Regions from separate parts of the Mus musculus genome. Here region 2 is linked to region 1. A link is a contact called in public HiChIP or PLAC-seq data. All regions are on one chromosome and are shown on one strand. The core of a region is the stretch at or near the end of the contact, and the rest is flanking DNA. Distances in the headings are between cores, read along the strand shown. Region 1 has its middle 21 kb from the start of Gm40816. Region 2 has its middle 78 kb from the start of B3gnt2.

Evidence for each region. HiChIP or PLAC-seq counts read pairs in DNA pulled down with a chosen protein or histone mark.
Region 2: a contact with region 1 is called in a CTCF HiChIP or PLAC-seq map of large pre-B cells, with 2.8 times the contacts expected there. The contact joins two enhancer-like sites. A contact is called at or near these places in 3 of 15 datasets of contacts at CTCF or cohesin (the NIH/3T3 cell line, large pre-B cells and pro-B cells) and 2 of 115 datasets of contacts at active chromatin or transcription factors (embryonic stem cells and large pre-B cells).

The regions. Positions count from the first base shown.
Region 1 is chr11:22,672,045-22,679,062 of GRCm38.p6, forward strand. No RefSeq gene overlaps it. Among named protein-coding and RNA genes, the nearest start is that of Gm40816, 21 kb to the left of the region's middle. Within about 2 kb of position 5,502, at least 13 of the 459 cell types and tissues checked have an H3K27ac peak or open chromatin away from gene starts, as enhancers often do.
Region 2 is chr11:22,778,373-22,784,779 of GRCm38.p6, forward strand. No RefSeq gene overlaps it. Among named protein-coding and RNA genes, the nearest start is that of B3gnt2, 78 kb to the right of the region's middle. Within about 2 kb of position 2,544, at least 87 of the 459 cell types and tissues checked have an H3K27ac peak or open chromatin away from gene starts, as enhancers often do.

The DNA of each region.
Region 1 (7,018 bases), core at 4,252-6,751:
AGTTTTTCCCATAGGAAAGGCATCCAGTGCATATAGCTGATATGTGCTTATTTTTAGTTCCTCTTTGTGTTCTCTTCCTCTATCAACAGGAAACACATCTCTTCTATTCTTTCTGTACTTTAATGGGAAAATGGGAAAAAGCCCTAGCACTAAAAATAAATAGAATCCAAGCCTAAATGAGGGCCTAGTGGGTGCAGCCTATAGGCTCTGCCACAGGCCTGAGGATCACATGTCTCCCAGGGACAGAATCACCAGGCAGGTTGTCATAGTAACACAGTATTAGAGGCAGGTGGCAGGCTATCCACAAATGTGGAGCACAGGGGACTCAGCAGGAACTATAAAAACAGTACCTGCTGGCAGCCTGCGATCCTTCTTGGAAAATACTGTCTGTATTCACTATTTTGTGTCAAAAAGGCTAATATTAAATGTACAGAAAATTATTCTTGAAAATCCACAAGAAATCAATTTATTTCAAATGAAACTTTGCGAGTTATGTTTTCCAAGGTTCAGAATCTAAGTCCTAGAATTGTCAGTTACATTTCATCTTTTCTAATACACCTGCCATTGGGAGCTTATGGTCTCTGTGGCCACACCTATTTAGACACACAGAGGGCATATTCTACACATCTGCTGCCACGACCTCTAGATTATGCATGCTCTCTTTATGTTAACTTCTACACGCCAAGGACACATCTCTATAAGAATTTCCTGGGGAGGGGAGGTGCTGTTTCTAGTGGTATACACCTTTAATCTCAGCACTAGGAAGATGGCAGGCAGATCTCTCTTGAGTTCAAGACCAGGCTGCTCTGCATAGCAAGCTCCAGGCCAACAAGAACTATATAGTGAGATCTTGCCTCAAAAAAAAAAAAAAAAAAAAAAAAAAAAAAAAAAAAAAAAAAAAAAGTTAAATGTTACTTGGGCCTGCAAGATAGCCTAACAGATAAAGGCTAACAACCCGAGTTCAACCCCTGACCCTATGTGATGACTTAGGTGCCCACAGTAGCACCTGGTTCAGAGAGCAGAGGGAGACGAGCCTGTGGATAGACCAGAGATAGAGGTCTGATGCATGGGTTGGATAAAAGCAAGAACACTTCCTTCACTGTAATAGAGGGCAAAAAGTAAAGATCATGTTGGCCTTCAACACACATGTATACACACACACACACCATAATAATTTTAATGTTATTTCATGCATTCACTGAAAGCAGATGGCAAGCAGGTAGCAAAATGAACATTCTGCTTTCTTCTCACAGGTCCAGTTGTCTCCTAGTTCCCCATGGAAGCTGATGAGTTTCTACCCTACACTGTTGTCAACTGTGTGTGCTATGTGTAGTCATCTTTTCTTTTTTTTATTTATTTATTTATTTATTTATTTATTATATGTAAGTACACTGTAGCTGTCCTCAGACACTTCAGAAGAGGGAGTCAGATCTTGTTGGTTGGATGGTTGTGAGCCACCATGTGGTTGCTGGGATTTGAACTTCCAACCTTTGGAAGAGCAGTCGGGTGCTCTTACCCACTGAGCCATCTCACCAGCCCAGTCATCTTTTCTTTATTGGAGTGCACATGTGCACACATATGCGCGTGTGTGCATACGTGTATGTGTGTGTGTGTGTGTGTGTGTGTGTGTGTGTGTGAGATCTGTGCACATATATGGAGGCCAGAGGTCAATACTGGGCATCTTCCTCCATTACGTTCTACTTTATTCTGTGAGGCAGAGTCTCTTACAGAGCCTGAAGCTCACCATTTCAGCTAGACTGACTGATCACTGAGCTCCAGGGCTTTGCTGCCTCTGCCTCCCCGGTGCTGGTTTTACAGACACTCACACCATGCCTGGCCTTCCTATGAATGCTGGGGATGCTACCTCAGGTCCCCATGCTTATGCAGTTGAGCCACCATTCCAGCCCTGCTCAGTCATTTCTGTGTGAATCTCTTCAGCTTACTCCTCAGCCTGCTTGAATCAGGCTTCTGCTAGCCCTATCCCATTCACATGTTCTTTACCAGACCACCCAAACCACAGTGAATAAGTGACAGGTTTCAGCCAGCTGTGGTGGCGATCACCTTTAATCCCGGCACCTGGGAGGCAGAGGCAGGCGGACCTCTGACTTTGAGGACAACCTGGTCTATAGAGAGTGAGCTCTAGAGCAGCCAGGGCTGCACAGAGAAAGGCTGTGTTGGAAAAACAAACAAATTGTCAGTTCTCTGTGCCTCTGCTTATGTTCACATGTAAAAATTACTGGCTTTGTGTTTAAACACTGTTCATCTTGCTCACAGCCATCTGCCCTGTGCTCTTCCCTCACACCTGTCTCTCTGTCTGTCCCCTGCGCTCTTCTCTCACACCTGTCTGTCTGTCCCCTGTGCTCTTCTCTCACACCTGCCTATCTGTCTGTCCCCTGTGCTCTTCTCTCACACCTGTCTATCTGTCACCAGCTCTATCATTTTCCTCCATTCTTTGATGAGCTTTACTTCCCCAGTCCTGAGTTTAGAGTAGACCATCCTTAGCAACAAGGACTTTTACTCTCATATTTTTGCTTTCAAATGTTACCACATCTAAACCTCATTCTGAATCCCAGAACAATAGATCTTCAAAGTTTCTCCAAACCAGGGCTGGGGGCGTAGCTCAGCAGTAAAGCACACGCCTGGCACATACCAAGCCCAAGTTCAATGCTTCAGGTCACAGCTCTGAGGTGTGTGGGGCTGGAAATAAATAGATAGACTTTCCTCAAAGTAGATTTGCTCCAAATTGAAGCCACTGTCTTGTTATTAAGCTCTGTTTCTCTGTCTGGGTTATATTTCCTGTCTGATGCAGTCCCAGGGTAATGGTCCTAACAGATATCACACTGTGATATCACCCTGGGGGTTCCTGAAGAGGAAGCGGACCCTAGCCTTATAAGACTTTCTAGATTTGCTTGGAAATCATGGTGTCAAGAGATTCAGAAGACACTGGACTTAGAGAGGAAATCTAACTGCTCTCCCTTTCAGACTCTGTCCTCTCAGAAGTCTTTGTCCCCCCAAATAGAAAACAGAGAAATGACGCTTCTCCTTTGAATCTATGATGCTGACCTTGGGTGGGAAGAGCAGAAGAGCACAGGGTTCTAAAGACTGAGTTCAGTCAGAGCTCCCCCAAATTTTCTCATGTGCTCTGAGAACATAAATGAAGCCAACTCATTGCGCAGTCTGCTTTGGAGTTTTAATCTTTAAGAGCACACTTCCTTCCTGTATTTCTAGTAACCACTATTTCAGTCTTCCCTGGAAACACCACCAGTTACCCTGATTCTCTTTCCACAAGAACTGTCATAAAATAGAACCATGGGAAAAGCTAGTTTGACTCCTTTGCCCTCTGAGATGAGCTGGTGGCAAGAACCTGGGCCAAGGAGGGGAAGCCAGTGCCTCTTAACCGCTTCTTCCATGTCAAAGAAAAACAAACCGAACTCAGGATTATATAAATGTTTTGTTAGTAATCCTCAGGGAGGGGTCATCCTTGGAATGTTCTCATATTTCAGGATGGAGCTTTAAATATAAGACCACTGAATGAGCCTTTACACAGCATTATGGTTTCCCAGAAACTATTGAGTTACATGCTGATATGTTTGTGATGTTTTTCCTAAAGAGGTCTATAATTTCTATCAAATTCTCAAAAATCCCTCAAAGGTAAGCATTGCTCAAAGGATAATCTGTAACAAATCACCAGCAAGAATGGTTTTACTCAAAGGATAATTATGTTACTACTGTGTAACAAGTCAGCAAGAAGGACACCAACGCCCCTGCATTGCTACCTCATGGTCCCAGTCAAGCAGTGATTTAGCTGAGTGACTGCTCAGCTAGATCTTTTCTGCACCCAGAAAGTCAGCTGAGGTTGCTGTCATCAGAAGACTTCTTTCCAAGATGGTTCACCCACATGGGTTTTGACAGAAGGTCTCAGTTCCTTGCCACACAGACCTCCCCAAGGAACTGCTTGGGTATCCTCACATGACAACTGCTGTTTTCCCCACCCCTGCTCCATTTCCCCAGCAAGTAAGCAAAAGAGAAAGCAGAAAAAGCCTTCCAGGACAGTTTTGAGAGTCCTAAAGGAAAATGTTGTTAATTCTTCCACAAACTATGCTATGAAAAAGACAGCTCACTCTCATTCTCTAGGGGGGATTTGGTTCCACTTTGAAGTGGTAAGTATCAAAGAACTTGTAAACGTATTTCTGAATTACTAAAAAAGTAAATAAATCATACTTTATAGAAAAAGAAAATTCATACTTGCACACACCCATGCACACACACGCGCACACACACACACACACACACATTCTTGTCATTTATTAGATAAAAGTTTATGAGCAGTCAAGAACAGAAAATTAAAAGATCCACTTTGTGGGCTCTGTGACGTCTTACTTTGTGTTCTTTTAAGTGATCAACTATTACGTAACATGAATGGCCCACTGAAGAGGAGTCAACATATTAGAGGCTGTATTTTGTTATCTTTATGGTCCATATCAGTGTATCAGTATGTTCTCCTATTGCTTCATTAATATACATGTGATAGGCTGACATTATTTGAGAGAGAGAGAGAGAGAGAGAGAGAGAGAGAGAGAGAGAGATTCACTTATATGTCAGACAATTCCAGGTTAAGATGCTGGCATCTGCTTGGCTCTGATGTGGAATCCATGGCAGGTGGCACGTGTATATGCAGGAGGGCAAGATCATATCACCAAACAGGAAGCTACGGAACATAGTGTCCTGTGATCTCTCCTGAGGGCATGTTCCCAGTGACAACACCCCCTACTAAACTCCACTCCTTAAAGGCCCATACCGGCTCACAAGATTGCTATATAAGGGGCTAAAGTGATGACTCAGTGATTAAGAGCATGTGTAGCTATTGCCAAGGGCCTAGAATAGGTTTCCAGCACCCACATAATGACACACAACTGACTGTAACTCCAGTTCCAGAGAAACCAACACTGTCTTCTGTCCTCGGTAGGCACCAGGCATGCATGTGGTGAATATACATGTATGCATGCAAAGCACTCATTCACATAAAATAAAAATAAATCTAAAATTTAAAAATTGCTATACAAAAGCCCAAGCCTCTAACACATGAAGTCTTAGAGGGCACATTCAAACATGTCAGTCATCGCACCAGAAACCTTATATAGATATGATGCCCAGGGTGACAGTTGAATTTAGGATTAAAAGTAACATACTGATTTTTCTCTCCGGGGTCTCTCTGAGGCAGGTCTGCACAGGAGTGCTCAGGCTGAAGAAGCAACACAGCTTCTTGGACACAATCCTATGGGGCCCTCATCCTCAGCCAGGAGGTGGAGCTGATCCTCAGTCCTCTGTGCAGCTTCCCTGCCAGAGGAGAGCTTGCCTCCAGGGAGGGTTCTGACCCTAGAACTCAGGTGAGATCGCCATTTTCTCTCTGATGTCTCTCTGAGGCGGGTCTGTGCAGGAGAGCACAGGCAGCAGAGCTTCTAGGACAGGTCCTACATGCCTACATCTGCAGCCAGGAGGTGGGGCTGTTCCACAACCCTCAGTGCACTGGTCTTGCCAGGAGAGAGCTGGTCTCTCAGGAGTGCTGATACAGGCTAACAGACTCACAGAAGGAACAAGCTCCAGCCAGTGACAGCTAGAACATGTAACATCAGAGGTTACCAGATGGTGAAAGGCAAACATAAGAATGTTACCAACAGAAACCAAGACTACTTGGCAACATCAAAGCCCAATATGCCCAACACAGCAAGTCCTAGATACCCCAACATACCAGAAAAGCAAGATTGGATTTAAAATCATATCTCATGATGCTGGTAGAGGATATTAAAAAGGACATTAATAACTCCCTTAAAGAAATTCAGGAGAACATAGCTAAACAGGTAGAAGTCCTTAAAGAAACACAAAATCAAAAATCCCTTAAAGAATTACAGGAAACCACAACCAAACAGGTGAAGGGGAAAAAAAAAAACCATCCAGGATCTAAAAATGGAAGTAGAAACAATAAAGAAATCACAAAGGAAGAAAACTCTGGAGAAAGAAATCCTAGGAAAGAAATCAGGAGCCATAGATACAAGAATCACTAACAGAACACAAGCGATGGAAGAGAGAATCTCAGGTGCAGAAGATTCTGTAGAAAGCATGGACACAACAATCAAAAAAATGCAAAATGCAAAAAGATCCTAATCCAAACATCCAGGAAATCCAGGACACAATGAGAAGACCAAACCTAAGGATAATAGGCATAGATGAAAATGAAGATTATCAACTTAAAAGGCCAGTAAATATCTTCAACAAAATTATAGAAGAAAACTTCCCTAACCTAAAGAAAGAGATCCACATGAGTGTACAAGAAGCCTACAGAACTCCAAATAGACTGGACCAGAAAAGAAATTTCTCCCAACACATAATAATCAAAACACCAAATGTTCTAAATAAAGGTAGAATATTAAAAGCTGTAAGGAAAAAAGGTCAAGTAACAAATAAAGGCAGACCTACTAGAATTACACCAGACTTCTCACCAGAGACTATGAAAGCCAGAAGATCCTGGACAGATGTTATACAGACCCTCAGAGAACACAAATGCCAGCCCAGGCTACTATACCCAGCAAAACTCTCAATTACCATAGATGGAGAAACCAAAGTATTCCACGACAAAAACAAATTCACACAAAATCTTTCCATGAATCCAGCCCTTCAAAAGATAACAAAGGGAAAACTGCAACACAAGGAGGGAAATTACGCCCTAGAAAAAACAAGAGAGTAATCCTTCAACAAACCTAAAAGGAGGTAGGCACAAGAATAGAATCCCAACTCTAACAACAAAAATAACAGAAAGCAACAATTACTTTTCCTTAATATCTCTTAATATCAATGGACTCAATTCCCCAATAAAAGACATAAACTAATAATTTACTGGTTACATAAACAGGACCCAACATTTTGCTGCATACAGGAAACCCACTTCAGGGACAAAGACAGACACTACCTCAGAGTAAAAGGCTGGAAAACAATTTTCCAAGCAAATGGTCCCAAGAAATAA
Region 2 (6,407 bases), core at 1,294-3,793, 100 kb after region 1:
TTATGACAGATTCTCTGCCAAGTTTTTCCTGGATGGGGAGCTCGCACCAGAACTAAAAAAAATATTTTCCTCTCTTCTTACCAGAGATTGCCAACCCCCACCCTTTCCTTGTCTCCACCCTTACTTTTCCTTAGTCTCCTCTTTCTCCCCTACTCTCTCTCTCCTCCTTTCCAGTCTTCCTCCACATCTTTATTTTGATTTTGTCTTTCTCTTTCTCTGTTTCTATAACACACTCTCTTTCTTCTCTTTCTCGATCTCAATTTTAGAGAACAATAAAGATTTCTTCTAGTTGGACATGGTGGCACATTTCTATAGCCTCAGGAGGCAGGGGCCGGTAGATTCCAGGCTCCAGGACAGCCTGGACTAAAAGCAAACAAACAACAGCAAAACAAAAACAAAAATCAACAAACCAAAGGGCTAGAGCGATGACTCAGCAATTCAGAGCAGTTGCTACTCTTGCAGAGGGTCAGAGTTCAGCTCCCAGGCCCTACATAAAGGTTCACAACCATCTGTAACTTAGTCCTAGGGAGTTCAAAGCCTTCTCCTGACCACTAAAGGCACCAGGCATACACATGCTATACAGGCTTACATGCAAGCAAAACACCCATATACATAAATTAAAAACCAACCAAACAACAGTAAAAATTTGTTCTTTGCTAGGATATTCTCAGAATCTGAAGAGCAGGAAGAAAATTAGATTATTTGATATTTCATGGTTTCATGGATAAAAATATCTATCTCAGATTTCTGTAAAGATTCATTGTCTGAGCACATGTAAAGAATTCAATAAATGCTGGCTGTAATTATTTATTATTCCTATATACAATGAAACCACCAACATCATATCAACAGAGACAAGCGTTTAAAAAGACCAGAGCTAAAACACAGACTCACCTGCAGCCACCTCACCACCTTGTGTCCTGGTTAGAACCAAACACATCATGGCAAAATTTGATTTAGTGCTTTTCTAGTGAAAGGGCATGCTTATGAATAATTGTTCAGAAGTGGAGGAACAAAGGACAAACAGTCACTGTGCATTTAATGCATTTTGACATGTAGCAGCCTGGGATATCTTCAGAACAGCACAGAGGGCAGCTTGATGTCAGCATCTTAGAACTTTCTCCTCCAGGAAGGGTTTTTCTGCAGTAGCTTCCTTGAAGACAAAGGAACACAACACTCCACTGTTCTTGGGTTTCTTCAAAAAGCACTGTCAAAAACCAATAGCATCCAGGGTAATAATTTTAGGAGGCACTTTCTTGCTGCTAGTCCTGGAAGATAAGAGGAAAGCTGGCAGTGTTTCAGTTACCCCTGGCAAGCATGAGTGGGAACTGGGGGGCTACCCACAGGAAGGCAGGGAGCCCACCCTGCTGTGCACCCTGACCGTTCAGGCTGGACTGCTGACTCCTTGTATTTGACACCAAGGATTTGAGGAGATGACTCTGGGTAGCTGTGGTTGTGACAGTGGTGTCCTCATGGTGGGCTTGTCCCCTGAGTGAAAGAACTTCAACAGTGAGCCCAACTGTACTGTCTTGATCCAGCATCAACAATGAGAAACAAATGCCTGTGTTGAAGCCACTCAACCTGAGGTATCTGTGACAGGCCCAGACAGCTGAGACAAGGCAGTGGCCTCTCACAGTCAGAGGCAGGTGGCAGAAGGGTTAACAGAACTTTCTCGGGTTAGCCTACCATGAGAAGGGTAGCAGTGTGACCGTTGAGAGCAGGCAGAAGAGATGGACCTGTGAGCAATTCTGTAAAACCAAAGGAAATCTCAAATGTATTTCAAAATTAGCAAATTTTATTTTTAGAAATTGCAACACAAAACTTCACCGCCTCTTGATGCCTTTGCTGCCTGAACAGTGGAGATGGACTTGGTGGCAGTGCAGGAGTAATTGCTTCCTTGGCGACTTCCACGGCTGCTGCTGGGACAACTATTCAAGGCCTCTCACTTTGTGGCCCTGAGTCCTTAGGCTAAGAGCAGGAAGTAGGACACAAGTCAACAGGAAGAAGCCATCCTGCCTCTAGGAAAGTAGGCTTCCTTCTAACAGGAAGCTCTTAGGCTATGCAGTGGTCTAAGAGGAACTAAACATATATGCCAGGCAGTATGCCAGTAGCTTGTGCCGTTAATCCTAGCATTTGAGAGTCATAGGCAGACAGATTTCTGTACAATCCTGGCCAGTCTGGTTCCATAGTGAGTTCCAGGACAGTCAGGGCTACAAAGATCTTGTCTCAGAGAGAGAGAGAGAGAGAGAGAGAGAGAGAGAGAGAGAGAGAGAGAGAGAGAGAGAGAACGATAGGTTTATATATGTGTGTGTGAGTGTGATAAATAATTTAGGAGCAATTTCTCAGAGAGCCATATGACACAACAGTCCCTCTTCTCTCCCTCTCCCCTTCCAGTTGACTATGTTATTTATTGTTGTTTCCCATGTACAACTGAAAAGAAAAACTGTGATTTTAAAAACAGGAGGTAATGGAGGGTGTGGCTTGCTCCCAATCTTGGTCAAGATCTGTTTCACATAGCTGCCCTGGAAATCAGGAGTGAACCATCCAGGAAGAATGACTCAGGCAGACTGCAGGCCAAGTACGGCACATCCATCCCACCCAAGACTACAGCCTAGAGCAGGGTCCAGTTTTGGATGTGGTGGAGGGACCACAGGAAATGCCTTACTGTCCTCTCAGGCTACTGAAAGTGAGCCATCATTCCGCTCCAGGCTACACAAAGAGAGTTGAGGGCTTCTGGGCTCCTAGAAGATCTTGTATTGCAGTGCCCAGAAATGCAGAAGAAACCTTTAGTTCATAGGGACCACCCTAGAGAATGTGGCTGAGAGACATGGAAGAAAGGGAGAAGAAAGAAAATCCAGGTAGCCAAGCCTTAGGTCCATGAGCAGACTCAGCAAGAGGCTCTCAAAGGCAGGAAGGCCTGAACTGTCTCATTGAACCTGGGGAGATGAGACTGTGGAATGCTGCAGAGACCTCTCTCAGGATCTTTTCCAGTCCAGCCACTCACAGCTGTTCTGGGTGTTGGGAAATGCTGGCCACAGAATGAAAAGTCCAGGAAGATGCAAAGGTTAAAGAGCAGCTCACCACTGGGTGTGGCAGGGCATGGTAGTGCACACATGCTTTTAATCCCTGGGTTTGGGAGGCAGAACTGAAATTAAGGCCAGCCTGGTCTACAGAGTAAGCTCCAGCCAGGACTACACAGAGAAACCTTGTTGATAGATAGATAGATAGATAGATAGATAGATAGATAGATAGATAGATAGATAGGGTAAAAATAAATTCCCCAAGGCTAAGGATATGGCTGTCACATCTGAGTCATATAGTGAAGACGACATGACACTGTTGGGCTCCAGAAGAGACAAGGTCCTGTATGAGCCCTGACAAGAGGGGATTCGTGAAGGAAGAGGGCACACCATGACAAGCCTCTATAGTCCTGGCTTTGGAGGTGGCAGAGGGCTTGAAGTTGGCAGCTAAACAGGTACCATTGTCTATATAGATGGTAGAGAGCTAGGAAGGGAGCCCAGGAGGGTCACTGTAGCCTCAGCAGCAGCCTTTGGAGACAAGGCATGAAGCAGGAAACACCCCTACAGTGTAGATAGAAATCTCAACCTGGGAACACCTAGGGATTGTGTCCGTTTTTTTTAGACTGGGTCTCACTAAGTTGGGCTTGCCTTAATTTGTGAATCTAGAATCAGGCAACACTCTGTTTAAGATGAACAAAGGTGAACTGGAGAGATGGCTCAGCAGTTAAGATTACTGACTACTCTTCCAGAGGACCTGAGTTCAATTCCCAGCAACCACATGGTGGCTCACAATCATCTGTAATGGTATCCAATGCCCTTTTCTGGTGTGAATTGAAGACAATGTACTGTATGTATGTATATATGTATGTATGTATGTATGTATGTATAAATAAATAAATAAATAAATAAATAAGATGGTCAAAGACAGAAGCACAGAACAGGGAGTTGGTTGACTACTTACAGAGCCAGAATAGGACAAATAGAAAGACATCATTATCCTAAGGTTTAAGAAATTTATATCTGTCTTGAAGCTGGGTTCAAATCTTCTGAGACTTTGTGGGAGTTAACAGTTAAAGGTTCCAGGAGATTCTGTCTGTTATAAACTTACATATATTAATAATTAGCAGACTTCTGATAAGATTGAGGGCTATATCGATTGGTTATATCTGAATAGAGCACACCACAATTTAATGGCAGTAGTGAAAATCAAGACAGAATAAGAATGAAAATCAAGACAGAATAAGAATGAAAATCTGAAGTGGCTTTGACAGGTTGTGTAAGTAGAGAGATAGTGGTGACAGAAAGTGAGTTTGCCCAGGTAGGTTCAGGCCTGTGATGAGGACTGTGCAGGCAGGCCACGAGAACAGGCCAGGGGCACGAGCATGTATCACTGACGAAACAGATTGTAAAGAGAGCAGGCCGGTCGGCTGAGAGAGGCGTGCACATATGGCTGTTGCTGCCTTCATTTCAAGACAGCAGCAGCGGTGACAGACAGCAGCTGACCTGATGTGTTTGCTTCAGCCAAGCTGGGGTGGGACTTCCTCTCAGCAGCAGGAAGTCATGGCCCAGTGCTTCCAGCTGTTGGAGCCTGTGGTGGGCGTGGAAAAGGAAGCACCTGAAGTAGCACCCCAGCAACGTGCACGCTATTCTTGTGGCACATGGAGCTGCAAGCCTTCACTTTATAAGTCCCAGGTAGAGAGTGAGAGAGAGGGGGCGGGAGGGGCTCCCGCGCATGCATGGGAAGATGGATTCTTGGAAAAGGCAAAACTTTTTCTCAAGGCTGCAGCCAAGCAGGACACCCAAAAGCAACTACTGGCGGGCACAGCGCAGGAGTCCCTCTCTCGAGAAAGCTCACAAGTATAGGGGTAGCAGGTGGTCACACATACGGGGAAAGCAAGTTTCACAGGTTCCCTGGCAGGACACAAGAGGTGGAGCCAGAACTGTTTTTTAGGCGGTGAACCTGCGGAACCAGCAGCTGCAGTGGCCAGTGGAAGTGGGCAAATGAGGGAGAGAGGGAGGCGAAGTCTAAGCTACAAATCACTAGCGAGAAAGTGCCAGTTTAGTGGCCATGTAGAGATATTGTTTTCTGTTAACTGTGAATTAGACCAAGACATTCCAGAAAGTATGTCCAAGGCAGCGAACAGACCCATAGGTGAGACACGTGAGGGCTGAGGACTATGCTCTGGGCTGATACCCCCAGAGAACAGTTTATCCAGGCCTGGCCTAGGATTCTCAGCCTCGAGAAAGAAACTGTCTCAAAGGGAGAGAGGAAGATCTCACCAAAGGGAAAAAGTCCTAGTACAAGGGTCAGTGGAAAGTCTGAATGTCTCCATTCTTAAGGGCAGTATAGGGGTAGCTCTGAGCTCAAGAATTCTCCCCTGGGACCATGCGGACATTTACTCTGACCAGAGTGAGGAGGGGACTAACCTGTTCTCTCAAGTTTAGGCTAGCAAGTATGGATCTCCATGTGAGAGCAGGGGCGATGGAAACCTGCAGAGTTTCTAAATCCGAGTCACGACAACAATGTTGTGTTTATAAAAAGATAGGTTATGTTCTATGGAGGTGTAGTCAGGTATGGGGGGAGGGAGTGCCTCAGCAGGCCCATGCCAAGGCATCCCTTCCCCTTGAGGGACCAGCCACAGGACAGTATAGTATAGAATAGAGTTTATTAAGGGTATGGGGAGGGGAGTCAAGATGGTTGTAGAGGAAGAAAAAGGCAGAGAGAAAGAGAGAGAGTAGAGAAGTAGAGGCCAGCCATGAGCACGTGGAGAGAGGGGAGGGGTAAGGGAATGGGGGGAGAGAGGCGAAAAGAGCAAGGGAGCAAGAGAGTGAGAGGGGGCAAGCAGCCCCTTTTACAGGGGGTCAGGCCTACCTGACTGTTGCCAGGTAACTGTGGAGCAGAAAATAAACAGAATGCTAACACCTGTGGGTACCAAGCACACACATGGTATACACATACACATGCAGACAAAACACTCCAACATGAAATAAAATGAATCTATAAATGCTTTTTTTTAAAAAAAGGTAAAACACAAGATGAGGGGGCAGGTTTTCCCTGAGATAGCCCAGTGGCTCAAGGTGCCAGCTGATGGAAGCAAGAGAACTGATTCCTGAAAATTGTCCCCTAAACTCCAATTACATGCACAGACATGCCAAGAAATTAAAATGTAACAGAACAGTGCTGTTTGTGTTTTGATGTCTTTTATTTTAAAGCAGACCAGGCTGTTACATAACACTGAGTCACGAGGCCTTGAACCACCATGCAATAATCCTTTTGCTGAGTTACTGAGTTGAGGATTTTTTTTTTCTTAAGCAGGGGAATTGAGGGACTAAATTACTGTCCCCAACTAGGAGAACTGAAAGAGCAAGGGAAGGAGCTTCTGACAG